Regions from separate parts of the Mus musculus genome. Here region 2 is linked to region 1. The links are chromatin contacts, called in public Hi-C maps. All regions are on one chromosome and are shown on one strand. Each heading gives the region's core, a stretch centred on a gene start, on an enhancer-like site or on the middle of the called end of the contact. The rest is flanking DNA. Distances are from core to core; before and after follow the strand shown. Region 1 has its middle 11 kb from the start of Gm13749. Region 2 overlaps Klf7 (Kruppel-like factor 7 (ubiquitous)).

Region 1 (6,221 bases), core at 1,587-4,086:
TGAACACAGTACACAGGTTACCAATAGGAAGCTTAGAGAGACCAAGGTGAGTGATATGCTTGATCTAAAAGTGTCCTTACATCCATACACCAGTCTTCCTGTGCAGTTCTGTAAAACTGAATCCCTTCTCAATATCCAAGCATGTAAAAGCTTTAGGCTAGTTCACACGCTGCAGTTGTATTATCTGGGATTCCCACACTTGAAGTTTCTCTCTGTGATGGAGAGGAAGGACATTGTCACATGTACTAATTGACTTTGAATGAGTTGCTTTTCAGGCTTGTGCCCTTTCTGGACAATGGGACACCATTTTCCATGAATAATTTGTATCATCCTGGCACCTCCTCAATCTTCTTGGCTGATATTTATGAGTTTAAATATAGCTAATGATATCACATGCCTGCCAGATGGTCAATAGGAACTACCTGGGATAGTGGAGCATCAGGCACATGTTTGATTTCTTGAGTTAGGACTTAAATATGAAGCTATTTTTTGGAAAATATTTTAATTACAATGGGATTTATAAACCATATAAGGGGTAAACAGATTGATAAAACAAAAAATCACTGAAGGTGAGCATTGCATCCGTCTTACTGGGATGAATGTGTCTGTCGCATTGGTCTGGGTTGTTGTCCTCCTGCTCTGTCTGTGTATTGTCTAAGATGCCTGCCTATGCCATGCATGCTTTCTTTTGTGACCTATTATCTATCAGTTTATCTTGTTCATCGGACCTTGTTACCACACCACAACGTTCAAGGGTTTGCCCAATCATTTTCTTCCATAATTTGTATTGTAGTATTTCTGATCATTATTCTTTTAAGTGTTCTGAATGTTCTGTGGAGTCTTCATGTTCTACCTGCCTTCTGTGACAGGTATGTTCACCTGTCTGGGAATGTTCTACTCCCCCTTAGTTGATTGTTGGTAGGCCTTTTGAACTGCTATGAACCCCATTCTACCACCACGTTCTATATTTGCTAAGTTGTTTCTCGTGCTTTGCAAACTGAGTGCACCTTCCTTCTTACCCAGAATGCAGTCTGATTTCCACTAAGAAAGATCGGCCTCTTGATAGAAGAATATCACCTAGTCCTCAAAACCAATTTTCTTCTCTTAATTGCATGTTAATCTGCTTTGTTTTCTGACTTTAAAAACATTTTCCTGGTAGGTATGGCAACCTACTGGTAGTTCTCACATTTGAAATGTGGAGATGGACTCTGTGGTGCCCGATAGTTAGCCAAATTAGCCATAGAGGTGAGCTCTGGGCTCAACTGAGAAACCCTGCCTCAGTAAATAAGGTGTAGCATTTGAGGAACGCTCCCAGCATCCACCTTGTCCCTCTACATGGACCCACATGTAAAATAAAACAACAGATGCCAATAGAAAGATGGCATCTTTCAAACGCTATGGGTACAGCATACAAATGATACTTTGTGCATTGTAAATTGGATTATTCTTAGAACTAGATATGGGTGTGTGGTAGGGAGAGCTTTCCAGATGACCTCTTCAGAGAGCACAGAACAAGTTTCCCATCGGAGAGGGTGAGAGAAGACAGAACTCAATTAGAACAATGCAGCCTCTGGATATGTTTGAGGACGGGTAGAGAAAGGCTGAGCTTAGAGAAAGTACCCAAGGAGCTGAAGGGGTCTGCAACCCTATAGGAGGAACAACAATATGAACTAACCAGTACCCACAGAGCTCATGTCTCTAGCTGCATATGTAGCAGAAGATGGTCTAGTTGGCCATCATTGGGAAGAGAGGTCCTTGGTCTTACGAAGATCATATGTCCCAGTATAGGGGAATGCCAGGGCCAGGAAGCAGGAGTGGGTGGGTTGGGGAGCAGGGTGGGGGGAGGGTATAGGAGACTTTGGGGATAGCATTTGAAATGTAAATGAAGAAAACATCTAATAAAAATAAAAAATAATAAAAAAAGAAAGGCTGAGCTCGCTTTCTTCAAATACTAATTCGCTGTGTAGATTTCCCAAGCAACTCATCTAATAGACCTCATTGTTCTGTCACACAAGGGTCTCAGACAAGTTTCAAAGAGCTATAAGTAAACAAATTCACAAACACAAGAGACTTGAGAAAAGGAAGTCAACCCCCCTCACTATGAACACATCCAGGAAGCTAAATGGAGACACTGAATGGTCATCTCAGTGCCCTTGACTCTGATCCTATCAGGTCCACTCATTCTTACCGCTGTACTTGTGAAAAACAGAACCTCTGCCAACAGACTAAAGCTGGGGAAAGTCCTCTCCTACAGTCCTTGGTCTGCTTTCTCTGGTTTGGTCCTGAGATGTCACAGGCACTGGGAACCACAGGGTCAGGCAAAGCTCTTTCTTCTCTCATCACCCCGCCCCCACCCCCACCCAACACACACGCCTCTCAGGAGGAGACAGGTTCACCATGCTCTTCACCCCTCCTGACAAGGAGACATCTCATTTATAAAGGAAGGATGCTTGGCCTCTGAATTGGGGTAATGGAATATTTCTTGTAAACCTGGAATTAAGATGCAGACAAAACAAGAGTCCTTCAGCTTCCTTTTATTGGTCCTCAGAGGTGAGCCTGGAACAGTCGTAAATATGTATCAGGGTGGCCCCTGGCTCTTCAGTATTGAAACTCCACTCACAACAAAGCCAAGTGTCCCTGATTTGCCCCCCCCCCCCGCCCCCGCCGAGCCTCCTCCCACTTTTGCCTTGTGTCCCCCCCATGCTTCCATCTCCCTACCCTGGTTGCGGTGACTTTGAAACTGGTAAAAAGCTTCCCGAGGTGACACGCACAGCTGTGTGGGCTGGAATGCATTATAATGCTATGTCTCAATTACAATATTCTTTGGGTGATACGGGAGGCAGGCCCAGCCTGCCTTAGAGCGCACTGCCACCTCCTGGAAAACACCTGCTTCGTGCCGCCTCGAATACCACCAACCAGAAAACATGGCCTCTCCTGTCTTTAGAAGCAAAGATCTGGGTGTACAGAGCCATCTTCTCCAGCCCCCTTTAAACTGGAACACAGCAATCCCTCGAGGAGATGGAAAGGTGTTGCATTGCCATCTTAATTAAAAATAAGTAACTAGGTCGGGGAGGCCACTGGTGTGGGGAGTTGTTATCATTATGTTTGCCTTCTGCTCCCGAGGCGGGTAACAGGCGCCACTTACAGTAATGAGTACCTGGCACCAATAGGATTCTACCCTTGGGATCTCCGGAAGAGGCGCCAACCTTATTTACACAAGGAAGGACTGGGTAGAGGACACAGGGCAGAAGCTGTGTGCACAGGCAGAGAGCTCCAAAGTGGAGAGAACCTTGAGTCCACTGGTCTTTAGAGCAATTATGTACGGAGTCCACCTTACGGTGGGAGTGTTGGGATAAACAAAGATCTGTTTTCAGAAAGAAGCGAATAGATAGGCATCAAAGGTTTCTGTTTGAACTCACAGACTCACAAGGCCAGCCGTCATTTCTGAAGAACAGCTTTAAGAATTATGGAGGGTGACACGCTTGAATTGGCTCAACAGAATGGGTGCATTTGCGAAGTTCTTAGACTGGTCAGCATGAAAAACAGTGGGGTGACAGATTTCTCTATCAACATCGTTCCTTGGAAGTAGCAATAGCAAAAAAATGATTTCTTACATAAAGCCAAAACATTCTTACTTACTGAATCAAACTCAGCTAATTAGGCAAATTGCTTAAATTCAACTAGTGTCCCTTTGAGTGGAACGGAAGGTTATAGATCCTTTGAAAAAAGATAAAAACCCGAAAATTATTCTTTCTCTAGAGAAATGCATTCACATTTCCCCTATTATTTAAAATGGCGGGCTGGCGAGATGGCTCAGCAGGTAAAAGTGTTTGCTGCCAAGCCTGGTGTTCCGGAAGTTTAATCCTTGGAATCCATGTAGTAGGGGAGAATCAGCTTCCACAGGCTGCCATCTGATCTCCACATACATGCTGCGACATGTGTGTCATGCTAGCCCACACTGCAACCTTATCCAAACTGTAATGACATTTAATTAAAGATGCCCTTTACCGTTATCATTCTTTGCAAGCCTGGGTTTAGCTCTGGGGTCTCTTGGTTGTATGGCTTTGGGTGGAAGAGGCCAGGGGAAGGGATATTTGCAAATAAGAGTAGAGCTCTACTTTTGATAGCACCCAAGAGTGGCCAGGGCGTTTCTGTGACTCTTTCCTGGCCTCATATTAAAGCAGTTACATTTTCATCCTTTAGAAACCCTGGATTTTGTCAGAGGCGCACATCTGAAAAGCTCTGATAACACCTGGCTTCCGCCTGGCTGCAGACAAACAAAGCAAAGCAGGGCCTAGCGGTGGCACCTGTTTGGATGTGTCCTTTGTCTCCATCCCTGGAGAGAAACCCTAATGAAAGCTTTTTTGAGGGGGAGCACAGCTTTCCTCCCTCATGGCAGGAGGACCAGAGGCAGCTTATTCTGACAGTGTAGTGGAGATAGCTCACAGCTCTCCCAGGAAACTCTAGGAATGATAAAAACGTATGAGATGAATTGCAAGGTCTACATTAAAATAGCAGTCAAGTGCAGGCACTGGGGATTTGTTCCAGGATTGAACCCGTTCCTCGCCGACCCAGCTTCCTAACATATGTCTTTTCTCGCTTTTGGTTCTTTGAGCCTTTATCATCAATTCCTGGAAGGAAGCCTTTTGTCTTCCCCAGATAATCTGTTGAAAAAGTCCACGGGGTCATGCAGATATTTCCTGGTTTGAGCTTCTGAAGAAACAGTAGTCCCCCTTCGGCTTCCCTTCCTCCTCAGCCACTACACAGTGTCCTTGAGACTAACTTATTTTTGTCTCTTTACTAGAAAATGAAGGACATGTTAGTCTCAAATTCACATGGTATTTTTACTCTCTCTCTCTCTCTCTCTCTCTCTCTCACACACACACACACACACACACACACACACACAGCATTTTATCTTCCAAGATGTTGATATTGATACACACCAAATGATTTAAGATTCAAAGCCACTTTGGAGTCCTAACTGGGGAGAAGGGTCTTGCCATAATGTGTTTGACTTTAGATGACGGAGACAGTGATCTCCTGAAAGAATGAAGACACCTCGATACCATGCTCAAGAGGAGCAGTAGGGAGGCGGTGCCCCTCAGAAAGCAGAGGAAGGTACACAGAAGGGAATGGGATGACATTTCAAAGTGACCTATGAGGATAAATGGATTTGCAGAGAAATAACGAAGGCAAATGGAGAGACAGTGTGTAGCTGAACACACCAGAAACCTTTGCCTGCCTGGGGATGGATAATCTATTTTCTATTTTAGGAAACTAAAAGACAGTTTAGTTAGTGATTGGCACAGCATTTTGGACCTCAACTCAGAGCAAGATTACTGGTGTCTGCCAACCATAATTTCACTGGATGGTGACCTGTGTCAAGGCCAACCTCTGAAGGTCATCTTCCAGCAAGAAGCTGGTGAAGATTTGAAGGTATCATTCTGAAAAAGAGATGAGTAACCCCAGGCCATCTAATGCCTTCTGGTCGGATTATGACTTCTAACTTTCATCTTCTCTTTGGCTGTGATTTATTTGGATAACTTCAAACAACGATCTTACTTACTCCCTCTTTTTTCCCCTCTTTATCTGAAATAACATTTAAAAAGCCATTGATAACCCACTCTTGCTTTATGCTAGATGTGCCCATGTGATACAGAGACCCCAGCTTTCTGAGAGGAATGTAGAACTAGCTTGCAGAAAACCAGAGATATACATGGGAAAATTCCAGTAGAGGCAAAAACAGGGAAGAGGCCAATAGAGGTTCTTACAGGAGAGAGACATGTTATCTTTCTCATGACATTGGTGACGAATTAATCTTAATATACGTGTGTGGAGACTGAGCAGGCAGGGATGTGGAGGGGACCACTGTGATATGTGTACAGACACTTTCATCTGCACTTGGTCATTTTCCCTTACAGGACCCAGCCTTCCATTCTCTGTCTTTCCTGAAAGGTAAAATCCTTTTTAGTGATACCATTTGGATTCCAGAATAACAGAGTGCCAGGAGACTAGGAGTTAAAGGAGAGAATATTGGTAATACCCGGTCACTGAAAAGTCCTATCAGAGGCAACAAAGTATGTCACCATAGGGGAGAAATGTAAGTGTCTCAGTGTCCAGAGAGGTTTTTCATGTTATTCTGAAATACCTGAGAATTCTCTTCCTGGGTTGCATGTTCCCTACAAAAGCTGGAATGGAGGGAATAAAAATCATAGTCT
Region 2 (6,221 bases), core at 1,474-3,973, 110 kb before region 1:
TTGTTTTAGAAGGAAGACATATTACAGTATGTGTGTGTGTGAGTGTCATAGTAGTTGACCCCTTCCCTTTCCTCACCCCCTTCCTGTCCCCTCACTTGTCTAATTCGTATACCTATATGTTGCCTTCTGTGTTCATGTCTCTTAAATGTGTGCATGTCTGTGTATTTAAGTAAACTAGATTGTACACGAGTGACCTCTTCATTCTTCTGATTACCCTGTGTTGTCCAACCATTCCTTCTTTAGACTCCTCCCCTGCTTACCTCTTCCTCTGCTTTCATGTCATATATGTGTTCAGACTTAAGTCTAGATTCCACACATGAGAAAAAACATGCAGTGTTTGTCTGGGTCTGGTTTGTTTCATTCTATTTAGTCAATTTGAGTCTAATGGAAGTTACAGTTGAAGTCTTGACAGGACATCACTGGGAAACCAACGTTTCATAGAAAGGCGTTCTGAGGAGCCCGTGGAATTGCTTGGGAATCTGGGCCTCCATGCTGACTAGACACATATAAAGCCTGACCCTACTCATCCAGACAGTTCCTAATGGGTGCATACTGAAGGCCCCGGGAAGTCTGGTTTCCTCAAGTCTCAATTCCTTTCTTCTGCACTCCTACCGAAATACCTGAGACAAAGCCCTTAGTCCCCTCCTCCAGTTCTCTTTCTAGCCTTCTGTAAATTAGGATCCAGAAGCAGTAAATAAGGTTGACTGGTGGCTTACATATAACTGAGAACAACAAGGCAATTTCTTCTTTTAATTTTTAAAATTCTCAGTTATAGGAGATTATAGAATATGAAGAGTTGCTAAGTCACTTGGGAGACATGATGGATGGATATATTCGAATTGACTCCATTCTTCACCATTCTTCTCTCTGGGTTCTCTGTCTTTTCCTAAGAGTAGCTTCCCTCTAGTTTTGTGTACAGATAATATATTGGCATGACAATTATCATACTAAATGTTAGTGGAGACATGACCATTAAAATAATCAAACAGCAGCAGCTTTTAACGTGTTCGTTATTCACTGAGGCAAAGCTGGGGTTAGCCTCCCTCCGTACAATGCTGTTGCTCCCAAGCACTCAATGCTATTGCCTTTGGAGCTTATGATTCATGAGGCAAACGGAGATGGAGATTAAGAAATAACACATTGAAAGTTCCTTACAGAGCCTAGATACAGTCTTGTCCTAGGCCAAACCTCTTTGGAAGGCCCTCATCTCTTTTGACCTTCGTCTTCCCCTTTCTCTCCTCTAAGATTGTATCTGCACTCAGGTAAGATCTCTTTTGTTTGTGTTCACAAATTAAAATGTGTTTATAATTTGAACCTCTTTTATGTTATGAACAAGTCCCTTAGCATCATAACAGATACTCTGGTTTCTTTTGTTGTTTCTGCCTTCACAACGTGTCCATGATGAACACTAAATATATGGAAATCAGGGAAGAGGTGCATTCTGTCCTCAGGAACTTACGTTTCAAAATTCCCACGCGTACTGCGACAAAACAGTCCACCTATTTCACCAGATGCACTAAAGATCATAAAGGATTTCATCCAAGAAGGTGGATCTCCCCTCCATATGGGAAATTGTCTAGTTAGGTGTGCTTTTCTTTCTAACACCATCCTTTGGAGCCCTCGTTTCCATATCAAGGGAGTCTGAAAGAAAGACTATGCATTGTTCTTAAATCTACATCATGTCAAAGGGGAAAGATCCTAGAATTCTGACAGGCATCTTGAGAAAAGGAGAACTGTCCAATGTTTGATGGCGGATAGGATATAAGGGAAAGGCTCCCTCTGGTATATGTTCCACCGAATATCAACATCGAGTATAACACAAAATATATTTTAGTATAACTGTAGAGAAGTCATATTAAAAGTTTTTCTGTATTTGTCTGTTCACGGAGCTCGATGTCACCTCAGTGGGATTCATTGCTTGGTTATGAACGGATAACACGGAAGCAGGAGCTCCCCGACAGTGGGATACACAGCATCCCTCACTCCACTCGACTTGTAGGAAGGAAATAATGATTGCTCATATTGAATTCGCAATTGCTCATGAGCCTGTTGAAACTAGTATTGGTATTTTAGAAAGAGCAACAAAAGCTACATCTCCTTTCTATGATACAGGTAATAAGACATTTTATGTTCCTAGTGTTCAGGGGAGCATCAGAAAATCAATATGAATAAATTCAAGTACAGAGAGGATCTGACCTATTTGAAGATGCAGAGAAAGGCAAATGCTAGCACATATCATAAACACCTTTATCCCGCTCGTATGCAGACACTTGCATGTAGAAAAGGGTTCATGGGTTCCTTAGACATTTAGGCAGAGGGAGAATTGCTGGCTTTTCTTTTTCTTCATTCTTTGTTGTTGTTGTTTAGCGTTTCAAGGCTTATAGCTAAACTGATTTTGAAACTAAATACTGTCATTACAGAAGTTTTTTTTTTTTTTTTCCTGAGTTCTTCCAATTTCTCTGGGGACAAAATAATGGTTGCTTGAAGCAGAGGAGAAACAGTAATTAGGGCAAATAGTAATACTGTGCATGATTGAGGAAAACGTGGGGTGGGGGAGAGAATTCAACACACAGACTTGTACAGCTTGTTACTAGGAAACCACATCAGCATTAAATACAGTGTGCTAATTGGCTATCCTGTTTCTGCCTGGGTACCAGCCTGGGCCTGCTACACAGCTGTTTCTGCTCCTTCTGGTTGCTAGGTAACTGCATCATTTCTTCTCCCCCTCCCCCTTTGTATTCTGGAGGGTAATTGGCTACTTCTGCTCCTGGTGTTGCTGCTGGGTACCAGTCTGGGCCTGCTGCTCTGCTGTTTTCCAGAGGGATTTAGTGGGGGAGGGGAGGAAAGGAGAGAGGAAGATATGCTGGCAATTAATGGAGCATAAGTGCGAATTCTACACAATGTCTGGCACCTGCGTCTCCTTATCCTGCTTTCTCCACTAAACCCTTTAGCTCTGAAAAAAACGCATTAGGCTCTTGAAGTCTTTCCTTTCTCTGTGTGCCTTATGAGTGTAGTTTAAAAGAAATAAGGCATTTAAAGACCAATCACATAAATGATAGATTGGGCCTTCTTATGGAAAAAAAAAACTGGCAAAACATTACACACTGGTATTTGATAGAGGCACCAGGAGAATCTGCACAAACGTTAAAATTACCAAGTCACTAACAAAGCAGCAGCTCGAGCGTCTCCAGGGTAGTACCACTTTCTCTCTTAAACGGACAGGATTCTTTTGTAAGGCTTGTTGATTCACGGTGCACAAAGTACAAAATAAAGTGAACCAAAACATAATAGGATTTTTCCCGGTGGTTTTGTTCCCTACCAAGTAATAAAGGAAGGCCTCTGGACCCTGCTGACTTGGCAGTATAGGTTTTGTTCATCTGGTGTGCACAGCACATATCTTAGGCTTAAGGTCAGTATGGTGTTGCAGCCACAAAAAAATTATAATGCATGTTTTACACAACTTGATCACTTACGGCAGGTAACCAGATACGAAGCAAAATAAATCTGAAGGTAATTCTGGGATTCTTAAAAAGGGTGTTTTTTGTTTGTTTTTAAGTAAAATGTATAATTGCTGTTGATATCACCTGTTCAAGTAGAAGTTTCCATTTCATCATTACTGAAATTCTCACTGGAAGTGTGAGGAGGAGTCTTGAGATGTGAAGTCATGCTCCAAGGATATCCACTTTAAATGGTTGAGAAAGTCTGTGTAAATTGGGGCCCCTTGAAGAGACAGCTCATTCCCCTGGGATGGAGCAGTTTTATTGAGAAAACTCTGAGCATGTCGGTGACTGTACACAGAAATAGTGATCAAAGGCGACTCATTTTTACTGGACACTTATGGCCACTGCTGGTTTTCCATCCTTGCGATGTCCCTGTGCCCTTTTGGAATTCCGTGTGACAGGAAGAGCCTGATGGAGATGCAGACCCTTTCCACTGTTAAGACCAGGCTCTGTGAAATCACTTCTGCTTAACAGGGCTTCATAATCGGTAGGTAGACTCACATTCTGCTAGGTGGATGTCGAGACTGTGGTGTGTCCCATAGGCCAGCAGAAAACCAGCTATCCATTAGTTGCATTCAGCGAGCAAGAAACAAATCTCACCTTTGGAGGATACCACAGAGCAGGTACACGGTTATTTCTGTTGTCTGTATTAAGAGTTCCAGTTGTTAATTACTCCTAAATACTATATATTGAAAAAATGTACCATTTGCTCATATGGAACCACCAAAAGTCAAAACACTCGTTTGTTCCTAGACAAGTTTTATATTCTGATGGAAAGAGTGTTGGTAATTGGAAGGTTTAGCCATTGTTGGTAACAAATTACCAGAATAACAACTTCTTAAATGTGTGTTGTAGATTGTTCCTAGCTGACTTAGCAGTGTGTGAATCGAAAAGTCCCAAAGGAGTTCTGAGCAGTTTTGTGCCTGGCCCTATTTGTCTTTGTCCATTACTCGGATATGATAATATGGCCTCACTGTATTTCTGATCAAGGAAGCTCAAGGTGGGGGGGTCTTTGAAGTCTTGGGTGATTGTGGTTAGTCCCAGTGACAGGTGACCATCAGTACACACTTCTGAGTTCCCTTTGTACTCTCTGAGGAAATAGATTTCTTTTCTTGGGGCATTTCCATTTCTAAAGCAATTGTAAAAATGCAGGTATTGAATCAAGTATGCTTGGGGTTTGAAGAAAGGAGGTAGACCATATAGCTGCGTCAACTCTTTAGTCTTAAAAACAGGCTTGCAATGCTTGTGCTTCACAAAGCTAACACCTATTACATCAGGCTAGACAGCTGGGCCATCTGGAAAGAGGAGTCAGATCAGTACTTCCTGGCATGGATCAGTGATAGCTCTTAGCATTCCTCTGAGGGCATTGGAACTGGTGCCCCCAGCATGGGGCAGATGCAGCCCTGTGCTTGGGAGCAGAGCTGAATTCTAACCCACTCTGCCTTTTAGGTAGACATTGTGTGTTTCCTGTCTTACATGGCCACCTTCTCGCTAGGGTAGTGACCTGCTCAGATACCTGTTTCCTGACTCTTAAGCACTGAGGCTAATGAAGCTTCAACAAGAACATGAGAGTCAGCAGTCCGAGGGGAAACTGAGGCCGCCTCTCCATGGCTGAACAGGCCACTACATGTGAAAGCAAACCTTCACTCAGTTCCAGACGCTTTCACAAATGTGAGATCATGGCGGGGGGGGGGGGGGGGGAGTGCCCTGAGGAGACATCTGCCAAGGTCTGAGGAATGCATTTCATCTGCTATCTTGGTAGAGGTAGAGGGTGGTAATACTAGCATCTGGTGGATGGAGGTTAAGAGTCTGCTGAATATCCCACGATGCACAGAACAGCTTCACAACTGAGGTGGAGAGCTAGTTGCCTGATACAGCCTTGTCATCTGCTCTCCAAGTTGCTCTAGACAACTTGAAGAATATTTCCTATCCACTTAAGATCATCACCCAGGCTTTCCCTTCTGTTTAATGGTCTTTAACAATATGGACCAGATAGATGCACTGCACACTTTATTATTTCTGTTGAGACTTAGAACATATGCTGTTTCTTCCCCTGAGGAGGTGAAGGAAAATCACCTTACTTGCTAGATGCTTAGCTTTCTAGATTAACATTCATGAGCACCATCCATACTGCTTTTGCTGAAGGCTCCTGACCTGTAATAATTTCAGATTTTTTTAGAGGCAAAAAGGTTTGAATTACATGAGCTTCCAGGCTGGTATATAGGAGGGCAGGACTTTGCTGGAAGTGGGCCTAGCTGACCAGGGCACAAGACTCCACACTGCCATGTGGTATTGTCTTTCCATACCTGTCTGCTCACGTGGCATGCCCACAGAGATTTATGAAACCGATTTCCCTGCTATCAAAAAGATTAACTCTTATAGTACAGAAATAAGAGATGTATTTCCAGCCTAAAGATGTCACCTTTATTGAGGAGACTTGGCATTGCATTTGATTTGCTGCTTCGGTACATTTTCCGTCATTCAATGTTCAGATCTGCAATAGCACCGCAAGGAATATCCTAGAAGTATTTGGAATTTGTAGGGAGAACAGTGCTATTTCAGATAAAAGGACTTAAGGGGCGCAGTCTCCTGCACGTGTACTTTATATGTGCATTTTGCGAGGAGATGTGAATTATGCATTGGCTCCTTTCCCTTTATTCACATTCATAGAAAATAAGACTGTCAGACATGCTATCCCCAGATACAATGGACAATATGCTA

What was found. A called contact is a pair of places that touch in the nucleus more often than the background predicts.
Region 2: a contact with region 1 is called in a Hi-C map of the N1E-115 cell line, with 13 times the contacts expected there. The contact joins two enhancer-like sites. A contact is called at or near these places in 1 of 39 promoter capture datasets (the SN4741 cell line) and 1 of 484 Hi-C or Micro-C datasets (the N1E-115 cell line).

Annotation. Positions count from the first base shown.
Region 1 is chr1:63,950,311-63,956,531 of GRCm38.p6, reverse strand. No RefSeq gene overlaps it. Among named protein-coding and RNA genes, the nearest start is that of Gm13749, 11 kb to the left of the region's middle. Within about 2 kb of position 2,836, at least 22 of the 459 cell types and tissues checked have an H3K27ac peak or open chromatin away from gene starts, as enhancers often do. A contact at or near this core is called in the N1E-115 cell line, where this site is marked.
Region 2 is chr1:64,063,558-64,069,778 of GRCm38.p6, reverse strand. All of the region lies in intron 2 of Klf7 (Kruppel-like factor 7 (ubiquitous)), which reads left to right. Among named protein-coding and RNA genes, the nearest start is that of Gm13748, 13 kb to the left of the region's middle. Within about 2 kb of position 2,723, at least 27 of the 459 cell types and tissues checked have an H3K27ac peak or open chromatin away from gene starts, as enhancers often do. A contact at or near this core is called in the N1E-115 cell line, where this site is marked.